Linked DNA regions of Anas platyrhynchos: region 1 is linked to region 2. Evidence: chromatin contacts called from public Hi-C data. All regions are on one chromosome and are shown on one strand. Each heading gives the region's core, a stretch centred on a gene start, on an enhancer-like site or on the middle of the called end of the contact. The rest is flanking DNA. Distances are from core to core; before and after follow the strand shown.

Evidence for each region. A called contact is a pair of places that touch in the nucleus more often than the background predicts.
Region 1: a Hi-C map of liver shows a contact between it and region 2, with 4 times the contacts expected there. The contact joins the enhancer-like site here to the promoter of DNAJC3 in region 2. A contact is called at or near these places in 2 of 8 Hi-C or Micro-C datasets (liver and subcutaneous adipose tissue).

The regions. Positions count from the first base shown.
Region 1 is chr1:153,856,872-153,863,614 of IASCAAS_PekinDuck_T2T, reverse strand. ABCC4 (ATP binding cassette subfamily C member 4 (PEL blood group)) reads right to left here. Exons shown (of 31, transcript XM_027443227.3): 9 at 5,875-5,979. Among named protein-coding and RNA genes, the nearest start is that of ABCC4, 30 kb to the right of the region's middle. Within about 2 kb of position 3,959, at least 2 of the 8 cell types and tissues checked have an H3K27ac peak or open chromatin away from gene starts, as enhancers often do.
Region 2 is chr1:153,697,140-153,703,736 of IASCAAS_PekinDuck_T2T, reverse strand. It overlaps DNAJC3 (DnaJ heat shock protein family (Hsp40) member C3), which reads left to right and starts at 2,970. Exons shown (of 12, transcript XM_027443265.3): 1 at 2,970-3,128. The coding sequence starts at 3,047.

The DNA.
Region 1 (6,743 bases), core at 2,710-5,209, 160 kb before region 2:
AAAATAACTCTTTAGAAACAGAGAACAATGCACATAAGTGACTCTAAATTAGCAACCCATATGACAACTGTATTTTCAGACACACTGCTTACCTCTTCAGTAATTCACACACACCTCTGAAATGCATTGATCCTTAACCCTAAGCAAGTAATTGACAAAACTGAGTTCAGGGAATGAGGAAACTTAAGGCAGTAGCAGAAGTACTTCCTCCAAGCCCACGCCTCCAAGCTGCAGCTCAGCACAGAGCTGGGATGGCAGCCTCAGTAAGAGGAGGTCTCAGCTGGACATCTCCATGGCATTCACCAACCTGGCCCCACAGGTCCAGCTCCACCTCTTACCAGCTGTAAGAAGGAGAGTTTTTGAAGTTCTCTCACAGCCTGGGAAAGCTAGGTCTGTGCTTGCTCTCAAAGCTGCATCCAAAGTCAAAACAGGAAAGTACCATTTGCTTTGACACAGCTTCATCTCATGCATCTTGGAGGCCTCTGACAGACAACACTGTGGAGTATTTGTGTGGAAATACATGACCTTGAATTCTTTGTTCAATAGTCCTTACTAACATGCCTATCCTTTATGCTACACCACTGATAAGAGTTTATTTCTCAACATATTTTGCACCTCTCCTACCAAGGTGTGATTGTAAAAATCATAGAACCGTGGAATGCTCTGTGCTAGAAAGGGCTTTAAAGATACCCAGTCCCACCCCCCCTGCCATGGGCAGGGACACCTCCCACCAGCCCAGGCTGCCCAAAGCCCCATCCAGCCTGGCCTTGAGCACCTCCAGGGATGGGGCACCCACAGCTTCTCTGGGCAGCCTGTGCCAGGGCCTCACCACCCTCTGAGTAAATAATATCTTCCTAATACCTAGTCTAAACGTACCCTCCTTTACCTTAAAGCCATTATTCCAGTCCTATCACTACGCTCCCTGACAAAGAGTCCCCCTCCAGCTTACTTAAAGGTTCCCTTTAGGTACTGGAAGGCCTCTATAAAGTCTCCCCAGAGCCTTCTCCAGGCTGAACAACCCCAACTCCCTCAGCCTGTCTTCATAGGAGAGGTGCTCCAGCCCTCTGAGCATCCTCATGGCCCTCCTCTGGACTCGCTCTAATATGTCCCATGTCCTTCTTATGCTGGGGACCCCAGAACTGAATGCAGCGCTCCAGGTGGGGTCTCACAAGAGCAGAGGGGCACAATCCCCTCCCTCTACCTGCTGGCCATGCTGCTTTTCATTCAGCCCAAGACTTGGTTGGCCTTCTGGGCTGCCAGCACACATTGCCAGCTCACACTGAGCTTCTCATCAACCAACACCCTCAAGTCCTTCTCCTGAGGGCTGCTCTCAATCCACTCATCACCCAGCCTGTATACATTTTTGGGATTGCCTCAGCCCAGGTGCAGGACCTTGCACTTGGCCTTGTTGAACCTCAGGAGGCTCACACAGGCCCACCTCTCAAGCCTGTCCAGGTCCCTCTGGATGGCATCCCTTCCCTCCAGCTTACTGACCGCGCCACTCAGCTTGGTGTCACCGGCAAACCCGCTGAGGGCACACTCAATCCCTCTGCCCAGCTCACCAACAAAGATGTTGAACAGCACCAGGCCTCAGTACTGACTTCTGAGGAAGACCACTTGTCACTAGTCTCCACCTGGACATCCAGCCATTGATCACAGCTCTTTGAGTGTGACCATCCAGAAAATTCCTTATCCACTGAGTGGTCCATTCTTCTAATCCATGTCTCTCCAACTTAGAAACAAGGATGTCACGTGGGACAGTTTCAAATCCTTTGCACAAGTCCAGGTAGATAGATGACATCAGTTGCTCGTTTATCAGTGATGTACCTATCACTGCAGCCAAGGCTGCCCTTGAGCTCCACATTCCCCACCTGTCCCTTCTTGTTGGCTAGGATGATGACCAGCATAGCACCTGCTTTCATTTGCTCCTCAACCATGTGGAGAAAGAAGTTAACACTGACACGCTCCAGGAACTTTCTGGTTTGCTTATGCCCTGTTGTGTTGTCCCTCCAACAGATATCAGGGTGGTTGAAGTCCTCCTCTATGAGGACCAGAGCTTATGAGAACATGAGGCTGCTCCTATCAGTCTGTAGAGGATCTCACTTGTTCAGTCTTCCTGGTGAGTGTCCTGTAGCAGACCCCCACTCTAACATCACCCGTCCCAGCCCTCCCTTTAATCCTGACACACAAATCCTGCCAGCTCCTCATCTACCCCCAGGTGGAGCTCCATGCAGCTGGTCATTGACAGACGGTGGCACCCCCTCCTCATCCCCTTTATTTCTTATGAAAAGGAAGGATCCTCATGTCTTTAATAGCTACTGTAAACCTCATAGCTAAGGGTCTGGTGCAGCTCCCCCTCACTAAAGCAAAAATCCCTTGTAACAGGGTTTGCCCTTACATGCATCTGAGGCTGCCCTAAGCGTGACTGACACTAAAATGCAAACAGCAAAATACTAGCATTAAAAAAAAAAAAAAAAAAAAGCGCTGGATATTGCTAGTATTTCTATTAAACAACCACATTAAAGCCCAGCCCTAAAATTCAGAAGAAGGGCACAATGGCCCCTCCAAGCTACTGACAGGCTGCTTAAAGTCTCCAGCCACCCTCTGACATGCGGGAGGCTGAGAAGGCTGTCACCTGTCCCTGCAAGGAAGCTGCCCGGTGACCCAGCTCTGGGACTGCCCAAAGGGGAAACTTGCAACTAGCTGCTCCAAATGATCTGGGAGAGACGTAGGTGCGGTATCCATCCCACCTGTGACAGCTGGACTGACACACACGTGCCTCCTCAGGCCAGGAGAAATGCTCGGTGAAGCAGGAGGGTCCTCAGAGCCCAGTGGCACACATCCCGTCACAGCTGCCAGCTCTCTGTATGAAATCAGAGTCACGCAGCAAGAACCCAAACCTGTGTGTGCTGTGCCACCCCGCACACCTACTGTTGTTGCTGCTGTTATCCCCACGAGGTGGCAGCAACAGGGATCTTTTCTTTTTTCTCCACACCATCAGCATTTTGCCATGAATGTGCTTTCTCAGCCTAGAGTGCACGCACAGGCACGGTTCAGGTACTGAACTGGAGGTAAGGTCAGAATTCCACTAGCTGGTGGCAGCCAACGCATTTTTTAATGCAAGGTTTGTAGGATGAGGAATTATCTTTTAATAAATAGATCTGAAAAATCGATTTTACTTAGAAGAAAGTACTTAGAAAAGTAAATAAGCTGTTCCACACACCCCTCCACAGCCCCTCTTCAGACCTCTTGATGTTGTTTCTGTATTCACAAGAGAGCAATGGGACTTCCACCCATGCCAAGGTTTTCAAAACAAAATACTGTAAGATCCTACGAATAATGTTAGAAAAACATCAAAATAGAAGTTTTTAAATTACCAAGTTATTATATATTAAAGCAGTACTCTAAGATGTCACAGACCCTACAGAGAAGCAGTAATGCAAGCAAAAAGCACAGCCATGAGGGCATGGTATTTCTGCAAAATAGCACTCCATAATTAAAGGCAGTTTGTTCTATTTTTAGGCAGCGAGGCACTAAAATTAGAGCCCAGACTGATGTTACAGCTAAGTTCACCTGACAGCTAATTGTCACCAAATGTCCCAGCTCCCCTGCGCCCTGTCAGCTACACGTCTGTCACCTCCCTTCTGCTGCTGCTTCTCCTGGCCTGACCTTGCAGATGTGTTGTTGTTCACGGGACTCGGCTGTCAGAAAACAAATCAGACAAAAAGGGTTTCATTGCTTTATCCCTGTGAAGAGCCTCACCATGGGGTCACACATCATCGCCAACACAAGGCAGGGAACAGGGGCACAGAGCGGGAGGACAGAAAGATACGGGACTGATCCCTTCAGCAGCAGCAACTCCTTCAGTGAGCCTGGGCAGACCTCACACCCTGCGGCCAAATGAAAGAAGTAATTCATCCCATCTAAGGGCTTCAGAGCTGATCTATTACACAGAAGTACTACACTGCTTAAGCTCTTCATTTGAGCAACTAAAATTACAAGGGATACATTTGGCCTCTGTTCAAATTCCTGAATTTTCAAGTTTTTCAGCTGAGCACACAGACTGTTCTGTAAACTAAAGGCACGTCAGGAAAAACCCCGTATTGAAGAGTCCCCAGTTCCATGCTGCTATCAGACCAGCCTGTGGAACTCAGATAAGACTTGCCTCGGTAAAACAAGAGTGTGACCGTGAATTAATTGGTTTTATTTATCTTTTGATAAACTGTAATACACCATGTTAAGTTGTTTTCCTAAAACTCTATCTAATAATCCCTTTTTTACTTCCAGTGATTTTGGATTTGTGGGTTGTTGTGGATTTTTTTGTTTTGTTTTGTTTTTAAGTACCTATTTGGACTCATAATCTTTAAAAATAAAATAAAAATATAATCCAATCTTTTGGATGTTGCTATACAGAGAGCCAAAGAGTCATGAGAAACCCAGATACAGTAGCAGCAGGCTGAATTGGTTACTTGACAAAGTATAGCATATTTTTATTATTCCTTTCATAACTTGCCTCTCACAGAACTCTCCCATCTTTTCAGTCAGCAACTCCATAAAATTATTTTGCCTTATTGTAGAAGCGTGTAAGAGAAATGTTCTGAACTGCTGGTATAGTTCCGGGAGAACTATTCTTCTGCTATGCACATTTCACTTAAATATCAAAATGAAAATTACATTAAGTTTTCTTTTCTTTTTTTAAACCAAAAGGAATCTAGTTAATTCCGGTCATGCTATTCAACTTCTCCTAATATAAATAACTCCTGAAAAACCCAAAGGTGTTCTACGGACATATTATGCAACCATTTCCTATAGATTGTTAGCAGTGGTATAATATTGGTTTGGGGAGAAAACAAAGGCTGAGAAATACATTCCACCCTGCACCAGACTGCATTCACTATTAAATATTCCACGTCACTTAATTAAAAAGTTTGGTCAATGTCTCTGAAAGAATTCATGTCACAGAGAAGCTCTGAGAAAGTAAAGCATAATAACGTAGCAATTTAGTTTTATAGCTGAGTAGTATTGTAAGGTGGATCCTCTCATATATTTTCACACTTTATCTTCCTTGGGACACAGCACATGTGAGGGGAGGAGGGTGTATAAGGGGAGATCCGTGAGATGTCTTATTTGCATTACATTTATATGCAAAACTCATTTTTAGAGCTTCCAGCATTTCTGATGGAGACTGAAGCTTCCCTTGTGCAAGGACACTGGCAGCTCATAATAACTCCAGCAACTCACCACAAATTGCTGCTTCTCGTAACAACTGTATTTTTAAAAAACAGAATCAACACTTGCCTCTCTTGGAGAAAAGGATACATAACAGATGTATCACCTCCGTATTGTCCCTTTTCTAGTCATTTTGGTGGCTTTGGCATATTTTAAGAACGAGCAATTTGCAGCTGAACAACCTCAATTAAAACACACAGAGTAACAAGTTCTTGGAGATTCGTCCCTAAAGCTTTCAAATCTGTTACATGAAGTATAATATTGTACTGCTCCTACACTAACGAACCAGTCAGCGTTCAGTTCACAAGAAAAAAACAACAAAAAACATCATACACTAAGGCCTGCTGTACTGTGCTGTCTGTCCTTAATTCCAATGTAAACATCTAAGCTGCAGTATGATGCTGTTAAATGAGATATTTTCCCATAGAAACGTACAGATTTTCATTTAGTATAAAATTCAAGAGCAGCTACTTCTAAGATGCACTTGATAGTGTTTTAAATCTATTCAACAGAGGTAGTTTAACATACTAAAAGGTTTCTCCTGCACCAATACAAAGCAACAGCGCACCATACAGAGACATACTGCTTTGTAGGCTCAACATGCCTGCAGCACCAGTACGCCCTTAACATTTAGTAGAAGTTTACCTTATCCCAATAGCAAGTCAAGTCCTGAACATGAAGAATGACATTGTCATTACTACCATGCAGCTGGGGCTTGAAGTGTGAGACCTCATCAAGTATCAGGAAGTTCTGCAATAAAAGAAAAGGTCGGGTTACTGATGTGAGACTGGGAATGAGAAAGGAAGCCAAACACATGTTTTTCTAAGCAGCATACAAAATGTTATTGATGAAAAAATAAACACACCGATAAAGGAATTCCAAAGCAATGCAAAACCCATTCAGACAATGCACCTCTAAGAGCTAACTATCCCAGAGATCACGCAGAAGTGCAGATTTCACAGCGTAACAGTACTGTGGAACTCTACCAGCAACCTGCTCAATAACAAGATCTCTGAAGCACATAGAAATAAAAAAAAAGAAATTTTTCATGGATAACAGTTACAAGTTGGAGACAAAAGACAGAACAATTCTAACACAATTTGAATCACCCACCATGAAGACCTGAAACAGGCCTCTAGTCCACAACATTTTGAGAGAAGACAAGTAGTTAACACGTACTGAATGGCCTGCACACATGAGAGTAATGCTGAAGACTTACGAAAGTCAGTAACTATGAGGAAATGGAATAAAGTTGACAACGGGGGCACAAACAGCACTGTGACGTGTTAGCAAGCACAAAGGACCTTGCTCAAAATTCAGCTGGTATCACTTAAGAGACCTGCAAGCAGTCAACCATTTTCCTGCAGCCTCCAAACTCAGTGCACATCCACATCTCCACCAAAGACATTTAGATGTAGAGCTTAGGGATATGGTTTAGTGGGGACTGTTAGTGTTAGGTTAGAGGTTGGACTCGATGATCTTGAGGTCTCTTCCAACCTAGAAATTCTGTGATT
Region 2 (6,597 bases), core at 1,721-4,220:
GCTTGAACCTTCATGCCTGGAATCCTAGTATAAAGTACAGAGTTTTCTCCAGATTTCTTTTTTTTTTTTTTTTTTTCCGTATCTCATTTAACATTAAGGGCCTGTTGAGTAGGCATTCACCCTTGATATTATATATTGTTATCTTAGGGGGCTGGAAGTATAAATTGCCCTGTCATATTCATTTTATCTGGCTTTGATCTAATACTTTTTTTTTTTTTTTTTTTTTTTTTTTTTTTTTTTTCCCCCCTCTCAGGTAAAATAATGTAACAGTGATTATATTCTTCAGTTTCAGCCTTTTTATTTCATCTTACCCATAGTGCTAGGGTTGTCATGTTCTTCCTCATGCTGACATCTTCAGAACGTCATGTTGCAGAATTAGATTTTACACAACTCTGATGTTGCAGCAGTTAAGGATTTATTATATATCTCTACAGCAAATAACAAGGTTAGATCATAAGATTTTAACAGCACTTAATCAGCATCTAAGTATCAGTCAGTTAACATGGTGATCTAAAGAAACTTGCTACAATAGCAACAGTGACTTAAAGGTTCCTGAATGGCAAGGGTCACCCGAGCCTTAGTGTAGGGTCCAGGGGGGAGCTCTAAATCCAGTCGCATGCTTCCGAAACTCCCCCTTAGAGTGAATTACTCACCCTACTTCCATGTCAGCATTGGTCCACAGATGAGATTGTTCCTCAAGGAGTCAGCTCTGAGATGCACATCCCCTCAGGGGTACCCTGAGAAGTGTCCCAGTTCAGGGAGAGATTGAGAGTGCAGCCTGCTGTGGTCCCTGGAGTGCTCAAAGAGTTCTTGTTTGGGATCCCTATTTATAGGATTATAAGGCTTTTGGTCAGTAATTTTCCAGGATTCAGGTCTTCCGCCAATCTGTTTAGGAATCAGGTTGTGCAATCCTCCCTCTCAACCCTCAACAGAAGAGTGAGACAGCATCAGACTTCACAGCGTTCTGTAGATAGCAATGATGCCGTGATGGCTTTTCCTTTCATATTTATTAGATCTTTATCATAGTCATATTGTAGTCATGATGGACTCGTAGTCATATTGTAGTCCTGATTGACTCGTAGTGAAGCTCAGATGCCTTATCGGGTTGTTTCCTGAAGTGAGCTCTTCCTGAGGCTCCATTGTTAATGAGCTGGTTCAAGGAGTGATTACACTGACACCTACAGAGGCTTATAAGTCTGAACAAGTCATATGCCCAGTAAGGAGCAGGGTGTACCTACCACGCTGTACAGAAGTAGGGCGTACCTGACACACAAGTCTTCATTTCACATCTATCACTTCTATTATTGCGAGTTCTTATTTCTGAGTACTTTCTGCAGGTCAAATTTCAAGGTGACACTTTTGAAGCATCATCTTCTGAACGAAATGTTGAAGAGGGCTAACTGACTTTTCATTTTTCATTCTGATCTTCTAAGATCAGATCTTCCTTCTTGTGAATTTTATCACGTAGGGTGAAAAGGGTAATGTGAATGTACCTGCAGAAAGAAAAAAGAAATTTATGTGATTGCTGAATCAGACTCTGAACTTCAATGTTGTTACTTGCTTGGCAGACTTCTAATGAGAATACGATGATTATTTTTTTTAACATTGATGGCATGTAACATTATATAATATGTCCCTAATATGAAGTTTTTATTCAACAATACACAGCAGATAACTTAAAACAAATGTCTATGCACACACACTATTAGCTTTTCTGTGGTAAATAAGAATGCATGTATTTTAGTAATGAGAAAAAAAAAAAAAAAAAAAAAAAAAAAAAAAAAAAAGACGTCTCCAAACACATGCTGGTTAGATGGCAACCTGTCTTACAAAGGTTTTGCTTTCAGTGTGCGGCTGTTGTGCTTTAGCCCCAGCAGGAAGCTCAGCACCACAGAGTTGCTCACTCACCCTTCTCAAGAGGATGAGACAATTGGAAAGGTTAAATTGTGAGAATTCATAGGTTGAGGAAAAGACATTTTAACAGGTAAAGCAAAAGTCACGTGCACAAGCAGAGCCAAATGAGTCCATTTGCTGCCTCCCATCGGCAGGCAGGTGCTCATGAAGGCAGGGCTCATCAAGTTTCTTGGCAAGACAAAGGCCATCGCTCTGAATGCCTCTGTCTTCTTCCTCCTGTACCCTAACTTTTACTGCTGAGCATGGCACCACACGCTGTGGGACATCCCTCTGGCCAGCTGCCCTGGCTGTCCTGGTGCACCCGCAGCCTCCTTGCTGGCAGGGCAGTGTGAGAAGCTGGCTCTACCCAAGCACTGCTCTGCAGCAACCAAAAATATGTGTTATTGCTGCTATTTTAATCAAAAATCCAGAACACAGCATCACACAAGCCTTTATGAAGAAAATTAACCCTATCTCTGCTAAGACCATGACAAGTTTATAGGTCACGTATGAACTTTTAGCGTGAGAATGCTGCGCTCTGGTAGGTCACATCACCGTTTTTGGGGCAGTTTGGTGAATCCCCTGAATAATTTCGGCATGCCTGGCGGTTTGGGCAAAAGCTGATGGTTTTGGCTGTGCTGCACCTCAGTGAAAAACAAGATAATATAAGGTTGTGACACAGGAACGGCAGAAGGGGTAGGTTGAACTCTAGAATTAAGAGGAGAGGCGCTGCCTCCGTGTTTATGGCTGGGTACGGGCACGAAGCCTCCGCCCCATGAGAGAGCGATGAGGGGGCGGCAGGGAGAGGAACTGAAGGGCTTTATTGAACTCCTGGCGGCGGCCATTTCAGGTCAGGGAACCCTCCACCCGCAGCGGCGTCGCTCCGCCTCACCGCGCATGCGCCGCCGCGATTAGGGCAGCCGGGGCGTGCGGCCGCCAGCCATAAGCCGCCCCACCCCCAGCGCGCACGCGCGCCGCCACCACCGGCCTCACCTCCCCACCCCACCCCGGCGCCGCTTCCGCCTCGCGGGCCAATCGGCGGCGGCGCTGCCCCGCGCCGGGCCAATCAGCGGCGCCCACGACCCTCCCCGCAGCACCAAGAGCCGCGCGGCCGGGGCTCGGCCGGCAGTGTCGCGGCGGGCGTGGGGCGGTCATGGTGTGCGCCGCCGCCTCCGCCGGGCGGCTGGGCCCCGCGCTGCCCTTCCTCATCGTGCTCCTCGACCTGCGGCACCACGGTGAGCAGCGATTCACCCCCGGGCCTTAGCGACCCTCCGGGCCTTCCCCGGCGCTGCCTGAGGGGGTCGGGGCGGTTTGGCTGCGCCTCCCTCCCGGCGCCGGGTGTGCGCCCCGGCAGCGCCCAGGCCCCGTTATGCAACCGCCGGGGCCGGGCGGCGCCTTCAGAGTTACCTCCTTGGATGGCTGCTCTGGCACAGTCAGGGGAGAAACAGCGGTTGTGACAGGCTGGGGGCTCTGCGTTTGGTGGTGCCAGCCTGGCTCAACTGCACGGGTCAGTGCCTCTGTAGAATAACTGAAGTCACGTTACTAAACGGGGGTGTGTCTTCTTCATGTCAACTTAATAGAGATATTCTGGAGTGAAGTACTAAATTAAGGCCCGGAACCAACACCCGTCACTTACCGAATTTACCTATATTTTACTCATGTTTTAATTCCTGAGTTCATTTTCCAGAAAATGTACTGAAGGGGTTTAGGGATTTCGTGCTACTTTAAACATTATTCGTGTTTCCATTTGCATCTTGCTGCCTTGCTTGTAAAAGTCTGCCTTGTGCCATCTGGTTCATGGATCAGTGACAGCCTGCGTGACCTTTGTACCTTACAGTCGATATCTGTGGATGTGAGTTATTTCAGGCCAGTAAACGCGTTCAGTCAGAAATGTTTTGGGATACGTGGTGTCGTGGGAAGTTGCAGTTCATCCCTTCCTGTCCTGTTTCCTGAATCCTTTCCCCTTGAACTCCCTGACTTCTGCCGAAGAGCTCCCGTCTGGCACAGACTGCCTCTTGGGAACGCTTCCCCTTCGTGGCTGCTCACCCACACAAACAGGCAAAAAGAGGCAACTGGGGAGGATAGGGAAATATTGTTCCTCTTTCCCTTCTTCACCCTGAGGGAAAGGTAATAAGGAGAACAAGAAGAAATGATTTTAAGTATGTGGTGCTCAATTCGTTACTGTCAGCCCAGTAACCTCCTCACTCCTATCCCATATGTTTCTGCCCTGAGTTTGGGAAGGTTTTTTCGTTTCTCCCCAAGTTTTGTGAGGAAGAAAGGAGTTTTCTCTTGTCTTTTTGGTTTCCAAGCTTTGTTTTATTTATGAACTTTGTTTGCAAACTGAGGGAGTAAAACTGCGTGGATGGAAATTGGACATATGTCAACTGGATGTGGGGAGGGGAAGGTTTTGCTGTGCCCTGAGGCCGCTTGTGAGCTTTTTTGATCAGCCCTGAAGCTGCGATTGCATCTCCACTTCTTCCTTTGTTCGTTCTTATCGCTGCAAAGCATGCTGACACACTTACAGAAGGGCCATACTAATCAGAACCATCCCAAAAGCAGGACTGCCCCTTCACGTGACAAAACAACCACTGGACTCAGTTTAAAAATAAAAGTTCAGCTCCCTTTGATTAAGTTTAGTGGCGTGCATGTTTCTGCTTGGAAGAACGTGACAGTGAAACTTGTGTTTCTGGTGCACTGTCTTATTTTCACAGTCCTGTGACCCAGCTTGGTCATGAAATTAAAAAAAGTTGAAAATTCTTCAGGGAAGAAAATAGGAGCGTATGGATAAGTGTAAAACCGTGAAGCAGTTCTGGAGTTAGAGGGCCAGAAACCCTACCAGGAAGCTCTCAGCTGTTTGAAGTGCGTGTATTTAACTGGAAGGACAGGTCGGCTACACCTGTTTGTCTTCCTGTAGGGTGTCAGCGCCCGGAGCAGGAAAGCAGGAGCACCTGGTTTCTCTCCAGAGCAGGTCTGTGGACTCTCTGCTCTTGGGTCAGGGAGTAGGTACCCAAAAATGTTGTGCAGAACTCCTGTGTCTGTGCTGGCAGCCCTTGGCTGTCTGCCACGGGGTGGTTGCTTTGGAGCTGCTGTCTGCCTGCTGCCAAAAAGTTAAGTGCTGTGTTTGTGAGCAAACTGCCCGGCCATCAGGTCTGTGCACTCCTCGGTAGCTCATGGTGACACTGGCTGCTCCTGGAGATCCCTCACTGATTCGTGATGTTCAGAAACAGGTAGGGTCAAGTTTTTCCTGCTCAGTAACCCCTAACAGTCACTTCACTCGTTTCCTTTATTTGCTGGTGCCATCTTCGGTATTTTCAAGGAAAAAGCTCTCCTGCCAGATGCGTTGTGTGGCTGCTGTGCCTTACGAGCATAACGCACAAGCAGGGCGCTCTAGGCACGTCCTGTAGTGGAAGCTATTCTTAGAGCAGTGCTGATGTGACTGAATGTGAAATGTGGATGCTCTGCGAGGAACTGGAGACGCTGTGAAACTTGAATGCTGTGTTTTGGTGAGCAGAAAGTGCCTCAGTAACCTACAGCCCCCTTACAGCATCCAACCTCACGTCTCACAACTTCTGAGAGACTTCAGATATTCATATGTGGGGAGAGGCAGGGGGCACGAAGCTCATGGGTCTTCTGTTGTTTCATTTTTTGGGGTAAATTTTGTTTTTTCATGTTAAATATTTCAGCCTGCTTGCGGTTGACATCTGATTTGTTGCTACCATGCTCCCAAAGCCAGGGGGAATTGGACTTTTTCCAAGGGCGTGTGTTTTTTTGTTTGTGCCTTACTGTTTGTTTTGGCCTTTTAAAGGACATTGGATGACTCAGTGATCAAAACTTTGAGCTAGGAAAAAAGGCAAGTGTCCATTTTTTTTTCCCTGTAAAAGAGAAATTCACATGAAAGATACTGAATACTGCATGTGAGAAACCTGTCAAGAAATGCTTCTGTGATATTGTCAGTGAAGCTGTTTATATTTATTCAGTGTTGTGCACACCCAGAATGGATCTTAAAATGCATTTTTAATAAGTTCCCCAAATGGACTGTATGAGAAATATTACTGTTTTAATTCCCTCTAGTTAAACAGCAAACAAAAAAAGAAAACTTGGGGGTTATTTTATAATTATTTCCATTGATTGTAAAAAGGAAATTTGTTTGTGTGGCAGATATAATGCAAACCATTGAATTGAAGCCTTTGGATCCAACTACTTGATTTGTCACCGATGGTTTTTTTTCAAGAGGTAGAAGTTTTTCCAGTGGATACAGAGGACATTTTTGTCATTTTTTTTAGTAGAGACAGCCCAACTTTCTTACGATGTGGAACTGGAAGTTATGAACTGCATTAAGGAGTGGGAAGGGAAAAAAACAAGATTTTGGATGCTAAAAACTCCTAAAAGTTGATGCCTTGGTGATCAGAAGTTACTGTTCCTTCATTAGAAATACTACTTTGTTGTTTAATCACCTCTCGGGGTGAGAAGTTCTGATATGCTTTCCTTTAATGTGCCTGGGTAGTGTAACGCTTCAGACTAAGAACCAACTTCAAAGTGCTACTCAATTTTTGTATTGAATTCATAGGATCATAGTCCCACCCCCCTGCCATGTGCAGGGACACCTCCCCCCAGCCCAGGCTGCCCACAGCCCCATCCAGCCTGGCCTTGAGCACCTCCAGGGATGGGGCACCCACAGCTTCTCTGGGCAGCCTGTGCCAGCGC